Linked DNA regions of Mus musculus: region 2 is linked to region 1. The links are chromatin contacts, called in public Hi-C maps. All regions are on one chromosome and are shown on one strand. Each heading gives the region's core, a stretch centred on a gene start, on an enhancer-like site or on the middle of the called end of the contact. The rest is flanking DNA. Distances are from core to core; before and after follow the strand shown. Region 1 has its middle 17 kb from the start of Gm23626. Region 2 overlaps Cacna1a (calcium channel, voltage-dependent, P/Q type, alpha 1A subunit).

The links. A called contact is a pair of places that touch in the nucleus more often than the background predicts.
Region 2: a Hi-C map of bone marrow-derived macrophages shows a contact between it and region 1, with 57 read pairs. The contact joins two enhancer-like sites. A contact is called at or near these places in 5 of 39 promoter capture datasets (cranial neural crest, embryonic stem cells, stem cell-derived epiblast-like cells and 1 more), 5 of 15 datasets of contacts at CTCF or cohesin (the NIH/3T3 cell line, embryonic stem cells, large pre-B cells and 1 more), 20 of 484 Hi-C or Micro-C datasets (the G1E-ER4 cell line, Sertoli cells, bone marrow-derived macrophages and 7 more) and 2 of 115 datasets of contacts at active chromatin or transcription factors (embryonic stem cells and stem cell-derived neural progenitor cells).

The regions. Positions count from the first base shown.
Region 1 is chr8:84,360,383-84,367,397 of GRCm38.p6, reverse strand. It overlaps a transcript of Cacna1a not described here. Among named protein-coding and RNA genes, the nearest start is that of Gm23626, 17 kb to the left of the region's middle. Within about 2 kb of position 3,492, at least 8 of the 459 cell types and tissues checked have an H3K27ac peak or open chromatin away from gene starts, as enhancers often do. A contact at or near this core is called in bone marrow-derived macrophages, where this site is marked.
Region 2 is chr8:84,456,370-84,463,384 of GRCm38.p6, reverse strand. Cacna1a (calcium channel, voltage-dependent, P/Q type, alpha 1A subunit) reads right to left here. Exons shown (of 47, transcript NM_007578.3): 2 at 1,790-1,895; 3 at 560-699. Among named protein-coding and RNA genes, the nearest start is that of Cacna1a, 45 kb to the right of the region's middle. Within about 2 kb of position 3,979, at least 74 of the 459 cell types and tissues checked have an H3K27ac peak or open chromatin away from gene starts, as enhancers often do. A contact at or near this core is called in bone marrow-derived macrophages, where this site is marked.

The sequences.
Region 1 (7,015 bases), core at 2,243-4,742:
TAAGAGCAAAAACAAAACAAAACAACAAAAAATCTGCTAGGTTTTGTTTGGTTTGTTTTTGCAGAGCTCTAGGATTTCAAACACCTTTTAATGTGATTACTTTCTTTCTGTCTGCTACAATCATCTGAAATCAATTCAGAGAAGGGGGGATCCCTTGCCTTCCCTGGACTGTGGAGGACTTATGAGGCCTGGTGTGGATTTCACCTGCCCAGCTTTCTACTTCAGCTGCATCCTGTCACTTGAAGTCCCCTTAGTGTGTCTGGGATGGGCACACAAGTTCTAAGTAGATTCGCCATCATATTCTGGAAAGGGGTTGAGCATCTGTGGCTGGGGTCCCTTCCCTATACCTGCAAATGACATCACTTCTAGAATATGGATGCTCTGGATGCATCTGAGACCCAGCAAGGGACCTGGAAGGATCAGGGAGCTTTCTCACAAGAAAGCAACTGCTCTCTACTGGCTGGGATGCGACCATCTCGGTATCTGAACAATCATCTAGACTGTGCTTCCTCACGGGAAGCCACTGGACCTCAAGGAATGAGAATCCATACTGGAATCAGACCAGGATTACTCTGCTCCCAGGAAGCTCTGGGCATGCTTTGCTTTTGATCTGTTTGTGTTGAACTGTGTTTTCACCCCAAAGTGGATTTGTGACATCCAAACTGCAAATGAAGAGCTAGAGAGAGCCTCAGATGAGCATAAGTGGGAGAGGGTAAGGCACTGAATATGGGTTAAAGTACACAGAAGTGTGACCTCGGCTGGGGAAAGGGCACAGATGCCAAAATTCTTATGAAGACATGAGTCTGAGATTCAGAACATACATTTAAAAAGGAGGAGGAGGAGGAGGAGGAAGAGGAAGAAGAAGAGAAGGAAGAAGAGGAAGAGGAGGAAGAGGAGGAAGAGGAGGGGAGGGGAAGGAGGAAGAGGCAGCAGCACAAAGCAACAGAGCTGGAGAAGTGGCTCGAACACTAAGGATGTTGAGTTTGGTTCCCAAAACTCATGCAGGGTGTGGCTCATAGCATATCTAACTCCAGTTCCAGAAATCCAGTGACCTATCCTGGCCTATTTGGGGACTCATTCTTGTGCACAAATCCATGCACAGGAATACACATATACACATTAGAAGGGAATGAAAGAACTTGAGAAATGGCTCAGAGGTTATAAGTATTTGCTACTCTTGCAGAGGACCCAGGTTCAGTTCCCAGGTCCACACAGAGGCTCATAACCGTCAGTAACACCATTTTCCAGGGTTTCTGGTGCCCTCTTCTGACCTCTGCAAAAATCAGGCATGCATTCAGTACAAATACACACATGTAGGCAAAAGTCTCACATACATACATACATACATACATACATACATACATACATACATGTATATATAGGCAGGTCAGGTCTAGCAAGGTGGCTCAACGGATAAAGGAGTCGCCTACCAAAACTGAGGGTCTGAGTTTGAACCCCAGGATCTGCGTGATGGAAGGAGAGAATGACTTCAAAAAGTCCCCCAACCTCCACATGTGTACCCTGATATGCAACCTCATAAACACAAAAAATATAAATGTAATAATAAAAATAATAACAATGATGATTATAAAAGCTAGGCAGGGTGGCACAAGTGTGTAATCTCAGCACTGGGGCTGTGGAGACAGGCAGAGCCCTTGGGGTCACCAACCAGCCAGCCCAGCCTCATGAACAAGTTCTAGGTCAGTCAGAGACCCTGCCTCAAAACCTAAGTGATAGGCGTTGTAAGCTCAGAATCGTCCTGTGCTGGTGGTGAAAGCCAGGGAGAGACGGGCCAGCGTAAGCTCATGGACCCCACAAAGAGGAAGGATGGATCAGCACTGTTATAGACTTGAGACCTAAGGCACAAGTGAATCCTACATCAAAAGTCCTATGCCAGGAGGGAGACTTCAGGGACATGTGCTTGCAAGACACTTAGGAGCCAGCATAGAGCATGGAGAGCCTGCCAGGCACTGGGGGGGGGGGAGGGACACCCCAGAGCCTCTGTAGACCTTCCTTTGTGGCTTGAAGCCAAGGCCACTATTCAAAGGACAAAAAGAGGGTCTCTCTGCCCTGCAAGCCAGCCAGCTGCACTGGAGAAGCAGCGCCCTGGGACCAGACCTATTTCTTTTTAATATCAACTAGGCTAGAATTGTTCAACCTTCCTTCCCTTAAAAAAAAAAAGAAAGAAAGAATAGAAAGAAAGCGTTCTGATTCCTAAGCAGGTCCTGTCTAAAAGCCAGGTTTCATCTCTTTTCTTTTCCTTATGGAGACGAGGCCCTGAGACCATTTGTCCCTTCTGCCTGGTACAGAGAATGTACGCCAAGTGTCTTTGAGCCCACACTGTAGAGAAGCTGCCGCCTGAGGCTGCAGAGAAGAATCAGTGCGGAAAGCCTTCTGAGCATGAGGACCTGAGCTTCATCCCCAGGACCCATGGAAAAAGCCAGACATCTTGCAGCCTTGTATCCCTAGCATGGGGAGGGGGAGGGGGAGGGGAGACCGGAGGATCCCAGGGTTGCTGGGGCTGCAGAGCAGACAGCTAGCCTAATGATGAGCCCCAGGACCCAATGAGAGACTTGTGTTAAAAACCAGAGTGGAAGCCAGGCATAAATGGCACATGTCTTTAATCTCAACACTCAGGAGGCAGAGGCAGGTAGATTTCTGTGAGTTCAGGTCGGCCGGGTGTACATAGTGAACAGCACAGCCAGGGTTACAGAGAGAGACCTTTCTTTAAAAACTAAAACAAAACAAAACAAAACAAAACAAAACAAAACAAAACAAAACCAGAGTGGAGGTCTCCTGAGAAATTATGCTTGTGATTGACCTCTGACCTCCACATGCATGCTCACGTGTGTATACACGCCTGCACGCACAAACATGTATAGACCCACGAACAAAAGGAAATGTTTGCCACCCAGAGCTGGATGCTATCGCTGTCTCAACTTTACAGACAAGGAAACCAGACCATAGAGAGGACGAGGTTTTCCGCTCTCAGGGTCAGCCGCGTAGACCCTGATAGACCTGGGATTCAAACTCTGTCCACATGCCAGGCGAGAGTCCAGCCACTAAGACAGCCACAATCCCTTGCAATTGATCTTGGAAGTTTTTCCTTTATTATTATTGTGTATGTGAGTGCTCTCACACCTGAGCCACAGCATGCAGAGAGGGTTCAGACGGTAATGTGGAACCGTGTCGCTCCTGGCACATTTACACAGGTTCCAGGAATTGAATTCAGGTCTCCAAACTTGTGCATAAAGCCCAGCTAGCCTGCCTGCAACTGATCTTTACCAGATTCATTTCGCATTTAAAAAGAACTGGTTTGTGTGAGGACTGGTATGGTGAGAAATGACGTCTTGAGGGCTCTGCGACCAGTGTCTCAGAACACTGCTCCCTAAAGCTGGGAAGCGAAAGGCCAGGAGACACAACCTGGGATCTGCGTTTTCGGCTTCTGAGGCCTGGTACCTGCTCAGCTCGTGGACCACAGCGCCTCCTGGTGGTCTGCCACAGAACCTTCAAGCGGGAACCCGGCGGTTCTAAACCACTGGTCCGCAAACGCAGTTCCTAAAAGGTTCTAAAGGATGCATTTTTCAACACGGGGAGCCAGACAAACACACACAGTTCCGCTGTTTGAGGTAAAATTATCGCCAAATGTTCCCGGGAGTAAGGAAATGGTGTCTCATAAAAACACTAAGGGGGATGATGCTGAGGAGACAGCTCACACAGTAAAGCGCTTGTTACACAAGCTTAGGACCTGAGAACCAATGTAAAATTCCAGCAGTGGCAGGCAGTGTGTGCTGGGGCTAAACCAACAAGGCTCATAGTTAAGAGCGCTCCCTGCGGGCTGGAGAGAAGGCTCTGGCGGTTGAGAACACTAACTGCTCTTCCGGAGGTCCTGAGTTCAATTCCCAGCAACCACGTGGTGGCTCACAACCATCTGTAATGGGATCTGATGCCTCTTCTGGAGTGTCTGAAGACAGCCACAGTGTTCTCATATAAATAAAATAAATAAATCTTTAATTTAATTTAATAAATCTTTAATTTAAGTCTCTCAGACTTAAATTTTAAAAAGCCCCCCTCTGGGAAGTGAGGCAGAGCTCACCGCAAGGTCTGCTGGTGACCTCCTTGGGCACCTGGGGAAGGTCACCAAGGTTGTCCTCTGGCTCAGCACACACCTGCATGCAAACATACACATATCTGCAGTCATATGCATCTCCACACACTGACCGTGAATGTCCAGGTAAGTACTCATAAAACTCCTAAAGTCTGGACTGCTGAGATGAGCCCCGAAGGCTACATGCTGAAGCCCGTGCTGGTGTTCGGGAGTGATGGATGGGACCAGTGAGGGGTGGGGTCTAGTGAAGAAACTGAAGTCACAGGGGATTGACCCCCAACAGGGATTTAGAACCCCGATCCCTCTCTCCTCCCAGAATACCTCTCAGTGAGTTCTGCCTCACCATATGCAACACACCATGACGTGCCTCATCACAAATACAGCCCAGAAACTGAAGCTGGTGAGCATGGACTGCAGCCTTGGAAGCTGTGAGTCTGCAGCACAGGTTAGTAATAACATCACCTGAAAACAGCTAAAAGAAAGGATTTCAGCTATTCGCTCCCTGCGGTATGTCTAAAGTGATAGTTATCATAGCTCACCGGCTTCTCCCTCATTTCTCAGTGAGCTCAGGTGGATTCAGGCTCCCATGCACATGTGGATCTGGTGGCCATCACAGGCTTCACTAGACAGAGAGTGAGTCAGCAACAGTGGAGCTTTCTGGAGGGTCTGGGGATGGAGCCTCAGGCTGCAAGGATGCTAGGCCAGCACCCCACCACTCCTATCCCCAGCCCATCCATGCAAGTTTAAGAAAAAAGTGGGGGCGGGGGAGAGAGAGATCTGGAAAGATGGCTCAGTGATTAGGACCACTGGTTGTTCTTCCAGAGGACCTGGGGCTAAAGTCACAGATGGTTATGAGCTGCCATTGTGGTTGCTGGGAACTTCTGGGGTTTGAATAAGCATGGCACACAGACATGCATATAAAATAAATACTTTTAAACGTTAAAAGAATTAATTCCTATATCCTTGAAGAGCTTACAGATATGGTTTCAAGATTCTATTTCTTCTATAGTTTCCTGTAAGAGTAAGAAATTATTGAGCTGGTGGAGTGTGGTGGGCTGTGTATATAATGCCAGCATTCCAGGGGCTGAGGTAAGAGGATCTAAGACCTGCCTGGGCTACACAGTGAGGCTGTCAAAGGGTGGTGGGAAAACTAGACAGAATCAGGCGTTGGGGGCACATCTGCAGTCCCAGCACTGGGTACCAAGCAGGAGGGTCACTCAGTGCCAGACCAGCCTGGGCTGTAGACTGACACCCTGTCTCAAAAGGAGGGAAGGAGAGACTCCACTCATCCTAAGAGACACCAAACAGTACTGATCTAATTTGCTTGTCAACAAAGGGTAGCCAGAACTGATGATGGAGGATCTCAGTCATTGCCCAGGTGGCTAACCTTGCTCCTTAGCTCCAAGGTGAAACTCCAGGTGGGGAGTTTCAGCCACAGGACCACAGAAGCAGCTCAGATAACCCAGGCACACACTGTAGGACCCACTGGGGGTCTCTTTCTCCTCTCTCCTCACTCCTCTCCTTCCTCTCCCCTCTCTTTCTCTTCCCTCTTTCTTTCTCTCTTCCTCACTCCCTTCCTTCTTTCCTTCCTTTATTTTACAAAGGATTTGAGTGTGTGAGTGAGTGTGTGTGTGTGTGTGTGTGTGTGTGTGTGTGTGTGTGTGTGTGTGTGTGTGTGTGCTCACTGATACCCTTGGAGACCAGATCCCTTGGAGCTGGAGTCACAGGCATTTGTGAGCCACCTGAGGGGAGTGCTGCGATCTGAACCCCAGTCCTTATGATTGGGAAGAGTTCATGACCACTGAGCAAACCCTTAGCCTGCCTCAACAACCCCTTTATCTCTTTATGTTTTTAGAGAGAGGTTTGGTTTTGTTCAGTTGGAGGAGGGGTTGTTTTTTGAGACAAAATTTCATAGCCCAAGCTGACCTTCAGTTTTCTATGTAGCCAAGAACTCCTACCTCTGCATCTCCAATGCTGGACTTACAGATCTGCATCACCCACCACACCTGGGTTTCTGTGGTGCTGGGGTAGAACACAGGACCTAGTACAAGCTGGGCCAGTGCTTCACCAAGACACAGCACCGGTCTTTGGGGGGTTTTGTTTGGTTTTTCTTTAAAACAGGATTTTGCTCTGCAGACCAGGCTGGCCTGAAATTTTCTATGTAGTTGAAGATGATCTTGAATCTCTGATCCTCCTGCCTCCACTTCCCAGCTGCTGGGATGGCAGGAGTGGGCTTACCATGCCGGGGGAAGAGCAAGGGAAACGGAGAGCAGAGAGGGCTTTAAACAACAGAAAAGTTTAGTGAAACCTGAAATTCCAGCAATTCTGACTTAGAATATAATCTCCAAAGAACTGAAGGGGGTGTCCGAGGGGACACTTGTATACCCATGCTTAGTGTGGCTTCATACACAGAAGGGAGCCAGCATGAGTCCCATTGCTAGGTGGGCAGGTAAGAGGTGCAACAGTCTAGAGATACAAAGGAATATTACTCAGCCTTAAAAGAGAAAGATGGACTGGGAGGATGGTTCAGTGGTCAATTCTCGGACATGAGGACCAGGCATAGTGGTGCACACCTGAAATCCCAGCACTGGGAGGTCATGGGCTCCCTGAGGCTCCCTGCCTGACCAGCCTTGGCAAATTCCTGATCAGACAAGAACACCTGAGGTTCACCTTCACACACACACACACACACACACACACACACACACACACACACGAGGCAGACAAATCCACACACAAAGGAAGGGAACTTTAGCCCAGCCTGGTAGCACACACCTGCAATCCCAGCACTTGGGAGGCAGAAGAAAGGGGAAAGGAGAGGAGGGGAAGAGGGGAGGGGAGAGCCAGTAAGGACGTCCTGATATGGTTACTCCACAGCACAGACGATCTAGTCAGAGCGATGGCTAC
Region 2 (7,015 bases), core at 2,730-5,229, 96 kb before region 1:
CCATGTGTTGAGATGGGAAGTGTATATACATTTGCTTGTCAGCCACAGCTCATTCCTTGCATTCACATCAGAAACTCCCTTAAAAACACAAGCACAACCTGCCAAAGTCCAAACCATAGTCCATGCAGCCAATAATCCTCAATGGCCAGCACCATGAACAGTTACTACATCACCAAGCAAAGGAGTTCTCAGGCCCTTGGTTTGTAGGTTTAAATGCCAGCCTCACTGCTCAGCAGATGGAGGGTGCTTCTCTGTCTTGGCCAGTGGGTTGGGAATAGCAGCATCTTCTGCCCTCCTGGGTTATAGGGAGGTATACATGGCCATATCCACGATGCACTGTAGAAGCTGCCAGCTACAACAGGCCATTGTTTCAATTCTATTCAACAGCACTCTCTGCTATGAAGGGTGAAGACACAGAGGTGGTAGGTAGGAGACAGAGTGTGCTAACGAACACTGGGCACAGGTCTCCAAGTCCAGCCTGACCACACATGCCATGAAACTAACCACTGCTTGATATCCTTGGGAAAAACACACTAAAGAATATGATGCAGTCGCCTACCCTGTTAGCACCACGACAAAGTCCATGACGTTCCAGCCATTCCTCAGGTAGGAGCCTTTGTGGAAGGCAAAGCCAAGAGCCACGATCTTAATTCCAGCCTCAAAACAGAAGATTCCAATGAAGTATGGTTCCGTGTCATCCTGGAAGGGAGAGACAGCATTGTCAGTGACATAAGCAGTATGAAGCACACCCGTAGATGTGTGCCCATCTCCCCTTTCCAATGGGCCTAGTCACCAAAGGCTGAGACCTCTGAAACTAACTCCAAAGGAACACATTCTGCAAGGTGAGCTACCTCAGATACTGTGTCACAATGAAAGAATGCTAAGAACAACCTACTCCCTGGGTTAGGAGTACCAATCTCCCACAGTTAGAGATGTGGCTGTTGCCTTGGTGAAGACTATGAAGGCCAAGAGGGCACTACTCAGCAGTAGAACCTGGCCTAGAATCCACTAGTGAGAAGCTGAGGGTGTGTGTACTCCAGGAATAAAGCCCTAGTGTAGAATCCCCTAGTACAGGGCAAAGCCATGGCTCAGTGTTAGAGAGCTGGCCTAGCATATGTAGGGATCTGGGTTCATCCTAAGTATAGCAAAAATAACAAATAGGCAATAAATAAACAAGCCAAATCTGTATTTGACTATTAGTAGAGCAAAACAACCCTAAAATTATGTAACTGAGACAATGATAGATCTCTAGATACTGACTGATTCTGAGGATTTGGTGGTACTTGTGCTGGGTATAAAAAACATTCTTATGGCAACACGAGATGTCTGCACTTCTAGTTATGCAGATATAAGGACATGGTTGTCAACTGTGGATGTGTCCTATACTTCTGCTGAGGAAGATGAGAATGGAGGAAAACTAAGGTCAAGGAAGTGTGCAGAATGGGATCCCAGTGACTGAATTTGAGGACTAAGTTCACAGTGGCTAACTGCTCTGTTTGATACTTATGTATCACTTTTTCATGAAAATTTTGTGTCTCTGCATGAAACAGGAAACAGAATTTGGATTGAGCATGATGTCTTCACAGTGCGAAGGTCACTGTGCCCTGGTGTATACCAGGTCTGCTGGGTTTCCAGGTGGGGTTGGGTGGTAAGGGCTTCCATGTCCCCAGGGTGGGGTTGGGCAGTAAGGGCTTCCATGCTCCCAGGTCACTGATGATGGTGCAAAGCAGCCTTTCTCCCACACATGTCTCAGCCCAGGGACCCAGACCCCTTCCACCTCATTGCTCACCAGCCGCTCAGACATGGGTGTCTTGTCATCATCAGGGAGGTGCTGCTCCAGGGCCAGGACGATGCAGTTAGCAATGATGGTGGCCAGGATCATGTACTCGAAGGGAGTGTGAGGGTTAAGGAGCAGACCTCCAATGGCTTTGTGATCAGCACTCTGTCCTCTCCCAGCAACTCAGCCCAACATCTCCAGCCCACCCCCTTGTCCCTCAGTCTTTCCCATCTCTACCCCATTCATACACACAGTCACCTCCCTTTCGGGCTGGAGGACACCCCTACCTCTCGCAGGCCTACACCAATGACTTTTTTAAAAAGTTTCTATTAGCATGTACTAGCTACACGTGTGGGTCATATTCAAGCCCCTTCCCCTTTCTTGTCTCCTCCTCTCTGTGTCCCTTTCTAACCCAGTCCCCTTGTCCTTCTTCTGATTTCTTTTCCCTCCCTTTCTGCCTCCCTCCCTCCCTTCCTCAGTGAGTTTAAGGTTGCCCACAGAAGCACAGGTACTTCATCAGTGACAACACCCCTGGAGAAAGATGTTGCCACACTTGCCACACTTTGTCCTCATAGAAGGACAAAGCCTTGTGACCCCTCTTTCTTCCATGGCATGGTGTTTACAGGCCCAATCTTGTGCACACAGCACAGTGGCCACAGCATGCCAAGCCCCAGCCTTCACTCATTCCTTGCATTCTTTCCACCCCTGCAGAGCCATGACTACAAATGCAGGAGCTCTGCATTGGCTGAGAGACACCCCAGCATTCCCCGCATTCCCCACTACTGCAGACAGAGCCAAGGGCAGAAGACAGCAAAGTTTCTGGACTCACAGAGAAGCCAGTAAGCGAAATGAGCTCAGCACCCAGAGCACACTAGATGGTGAACTAGATGCAGTAGATGGTGAACTCAGCACCCAGAGCACACTAGATGGTGTGGAGGGCATGCTTATGCTAGCATCCACGAATCCAACCGGCCAGAGATGAAAAGTATAAAAGGCTGAGCCTCATAACTAGAATAAATCTTTTTAACCTAGTGGTGGCTTTAGAGCAGGCATCTCAGGAGGTGATCTGACAGTATCTGTCTCCTCAGTCTCTCTCCTTCACCCCAGGAACTGTCTGCTGGGCCGCATGGGGCCTCAGCACTTGGGAGGACACATGCTGCTCCTACATGAGGGCTTGACACACAGACTAGTTCACAGCAAAATCACACCCTGTTCTCTGGCTCAGTCTCTCAGAGGCAACCCTAGTCCGTCGCGTTGTGAATGGAGCTAGAAACCTTGGAGCTGGAAGGCAAGAGGGAACAGGTGATGTTAGCCATGCAGTCACAGCACTCTGAGTACAGGGACAGTGGGTTCCCAGCCTGACACAGTGCCTGAGTTGGTGCTGTCCTGGGCACTGTGGGATATGGAGTAGCATGTGTGGTTCTAAAACCAAAGGCAACACTGCGTGTCCCCAGAGGCAGTGTGCCCTCCCATTCCACATGGGGAGAACTGCCTTCCTGTGTAGGAACTAGATACACAGTTGCAAGACACTGTGACTGTATGGAATGCCTTTGAAAAGTTTCCCTTTGAAAAGTTAACTGGCTCAGTGCCCTTTGATCTTGATCGTACTTTTGTTGTTGTTTTGTCTTGATTTTTTGTTTTGTTTTGTTTTGTTTGAGGCGGGGGCTTAACATGTAGCCTCAAACTCAGGAGCCTCCTGCCTCAGCCTCCCAAATGATGGGATCACAGGCCACTGTATTCTGGAAGTGCTATCAGTCTACCCCTTAGAGGGTTGGAAGGAGCTAAGCCTGGACCCATTTTCCAGGTGGGAAGGCAGAGAGAGTGAACGTAGGAGGAAGTGACTTGGGAAAGCCAGGCCCTTCCTGTGTTTTGCTTCAGCTTCACTGCACAGCTGCAAACAGCAATTTAGGAAGATAACAAAACCTTCTCAGAGCCCATCAGTGACTGGCTTCTTGCCTCTCAGTGCCCGTGACTAGCCCCAGAACAAAGCGCTGCAGACTCCCCTCTGTCTCACCCTGCAGCTTGGAAAACAAGAGCTGATATTTGCACACAGAGAAAGGGAGGCCAAGCCCTTGCTGGCGATTTGAATGAGACTCACATCCTCACACAGCCAGCCCGCCCAGCCTGAGTGGCTGCTTCTTCTCAGAGCCACCATCTCCTGCTGGCATTCCTTGGCTTCCTGTCCCCAGATGGCTGCCATGGAAGTGCCTTAGCAGCAGCTGGCACCACGTTTAGGTACTGCTGTGTCAGCAAGGTTCCTATTGCCTAGGCTTCAGAACCCAGAATTCCCCAGGTCTGAAAGGAAGCCCTGGCATGCAGGCAGAGGGTCAGTGAGACCCCAGTCCTTCCTAGCAGGCAGGCAGAGAGTCAGCAAGACCCCAGTCCTTCCTAGCAGGCAGGCAGAGGGTCAGCGAGACTCCCACTCCTTCTTTGAAACTTCACTGCATTTATCTGTCAGTTTTCAAAGCGCTGGGGATGGAACCCCGTGCCTCATGCATGCTAAGCAAGAGCTCTACCTCTGAGTCACATCCTCAGCCCTCTTTCTAGTTTTTATTTCAAGACAGGATCTCACGCAGTCACCCAGGCTGGCCTCTGAGTCACACTGCAGCTCAGGGAAGCCTTACAACTACAATTCTCCTGCCTCAGCCTCCTGAGTTCTCAGAATGACAGACCCACACCCCCAGCTCAGATCCTGACACTCGATTTCATTTTCTTTTTGTCAAACCCAGATGCATGCGCTTCCGATTGTCACTTCGCAGGCCCTAAGCATGAGAGTCAGTGCTAGCATGCCCCACGCTCTGGTCACACAAAGCATCATGGCCCTTTAAGGATGCAGTCTGAGCCCTGCATCCACCTGCTGAGTCAGAAGGAGTCGTCTCTGGAGCTTCTGGGGCTATGTGCAGACACAGTTCAGAAAGCCTCTGCTCCACTTCAGGGTGGGTGGAACCAGGGGCTCGGAGCTCTGAGTCTTCTCAGGAGGAGGGCTCCTCATTTTCTTCCCAGTTTGTACCTCCACATTCAAGAGTCCCGATGATTTCAAGAGTCCTAGATTCCCCCACTCAGGTCAGGGAGCTGAGAAGAAACCCCACACCTTAATGAAGCAGGAGTACTGTTGGGATGGGGGGCAGGCAAGCAGAAGACTGCAGGTTATAATGTGTGCGAGAACTTAATAGGCCTCATCTCATTTAGAAGAAAAGCTGGGGACCTCTCCATGGTGGTCCGGGAGCCACCACTGTGCTCTCTCTCTCTCTCTCTCTCTCTCTCTCTCTCTCTCTCTCTCTCTCTCTTGCTTTGCTTCCCATGATGTCCCCAGAGCTTTCAAGCATCCCAGGCGTGTCTGAGCTAAGGACCTCTGCATGTGCTGTTCATACTCCCGAGATGCTTTTTGCAGATACCAACAGGACTCCCTCCCTTGGTTCCTCTCAAGGGTTACTTCCTTCAATTCTGTCTCTGCTTAATTTCCCCACACACTGTATTTAAGACAGTGCTATGGTTTCTGTCATCCTCTTGTCCATTGTCTCCCCTGTGACACAGGCATGACACAGGCAGGGGTTTGCTCTGGTCTCCTTTGTTCATGGGTTTGTCCGGCTCCCCTATGAAAGCCTTGGCTAGACACCGAGTATTTCATCAGAGGGAGGGAGGAGGAGACCTAGGAGTTGTTGGGAATTGAACCTGGAGCAAGAGCAGCAAGTGCTGCCAATCACTGACCTACCTCTCCAGCTCCATAGAAGGCTTAAGAAAATGTGTGTTTGCCTCTGTGAGTGTTCATGTGAGTGGAGGCCAGACAACTTCTTTTGGCACCCGCTCCTCCCCTTCCCCTTCCCCTTCCCTTTAAACCGATCCACTGGGGACATGCTAAGTGTACAGTCTGGGACCAGAGGAGATGACGCTGGTTAAAGCACTTGCTCTACAAGCATGGGGACCTGAGTTCGATGACTGGAACCCATGTGAGAAGCCAGACCTATAATCTCAGTGCTGAGAAGACAGGGATAGGTGGATTCCTGGGGCTCCTCCATAGCTAGTCTGATTGAATTGGTGATCCCCAAGTTAGAAAGAGACCCTGTCTAAAAGGAGGTGGACAGTGTTTCTAACAATGACCCCAAGGGTGTTGTCTGGCCTCCACTCGCATGAACACTCACAGAGGCAAACACACATTTTCTTAAGCCTTCTATGGAGCTGGAGAGGTAGGTCAGTGATTGGCAGCACTTGCTGCTCTTGCTCCAGGTTCAATTCCCAACACCCACATGGTAGCTCACAACCATCTACAGCTCCAGTTCCAGGGGATTTGACCTTCTCTTCTGAATTCCAAAGGCACCAGACATGCAGATGGCACCCACACATACATTCAAGCAAAATACTCATACACATAAAAAATTTAAAAATCTAAAAAGCAGTTTTAAAACCCTTTGAAATCATAGTCACCGAGTACCAAGATTAAAGATGGCTTCTGAGTTCCTGCCATGAGAAGAGGGGAAGAGCCTGAGGCAGAGATGGAAGGTTGTGCTGGGAACAGGGTGCAAGAGGAGCCTCCGCAGCCCAACTCCCTGGGCCTGATCTGTGGGACCCCGCTCACAGCTGTGCTGAGCAATGCCCGTGTTAGCCACACTGCTTCCTGGGTACTCTGGAGAGAAAATCATTATGCCAGCATGTCTAGAGTCCTCGGCAGTGAAGAGGCCAGGGGGAGGCAGGAGGGTGAGGAGTGGGGAGAAGAGAAGGCAGTTGGCTGGGAAGCCAAGCTGCCACCCCCACAGACTCCAGAAGTCTAGGGAGCACACAACCCTGCAGGCGAGTGCTCAGCTTCCTCAAAAGGTCCAGTAGGGCCCACAGAGCATCCTGGTAGGAGGCTCTGAAAAAGGACTGAGGAACTGCTTAGGGGAAAGGCAGGCTGTGTGAACTCTCAGGGCTTTGTCTTTTGGGAATCAGTCCACCAAAGAAAAACCACTTCCCAAAGTGGACACTCCAGTGGGTGCCCAGCCCTTAGCAGCAGGCCCTATTCTTCCAGTTTGTTCCCATGATGTCTTCCTTCCACCTCAGCTCCAGCCTCAAAGGAGGTCTGATGTCTCAGGTAACCCTGTCCCTGGAAGGGGGTTATAAGGAGCATATGCTGAGGGAATACACAGAATGAGTCAGCTCTATCTGAAGACCAGTTCTCACAGGAATGGCATGATATCCAGCCTCCGCTACTTTCTTCTTCCAGTAGAAGAGCAAAGGGCCTTTGACCCCTGGGTGTCTGCAACC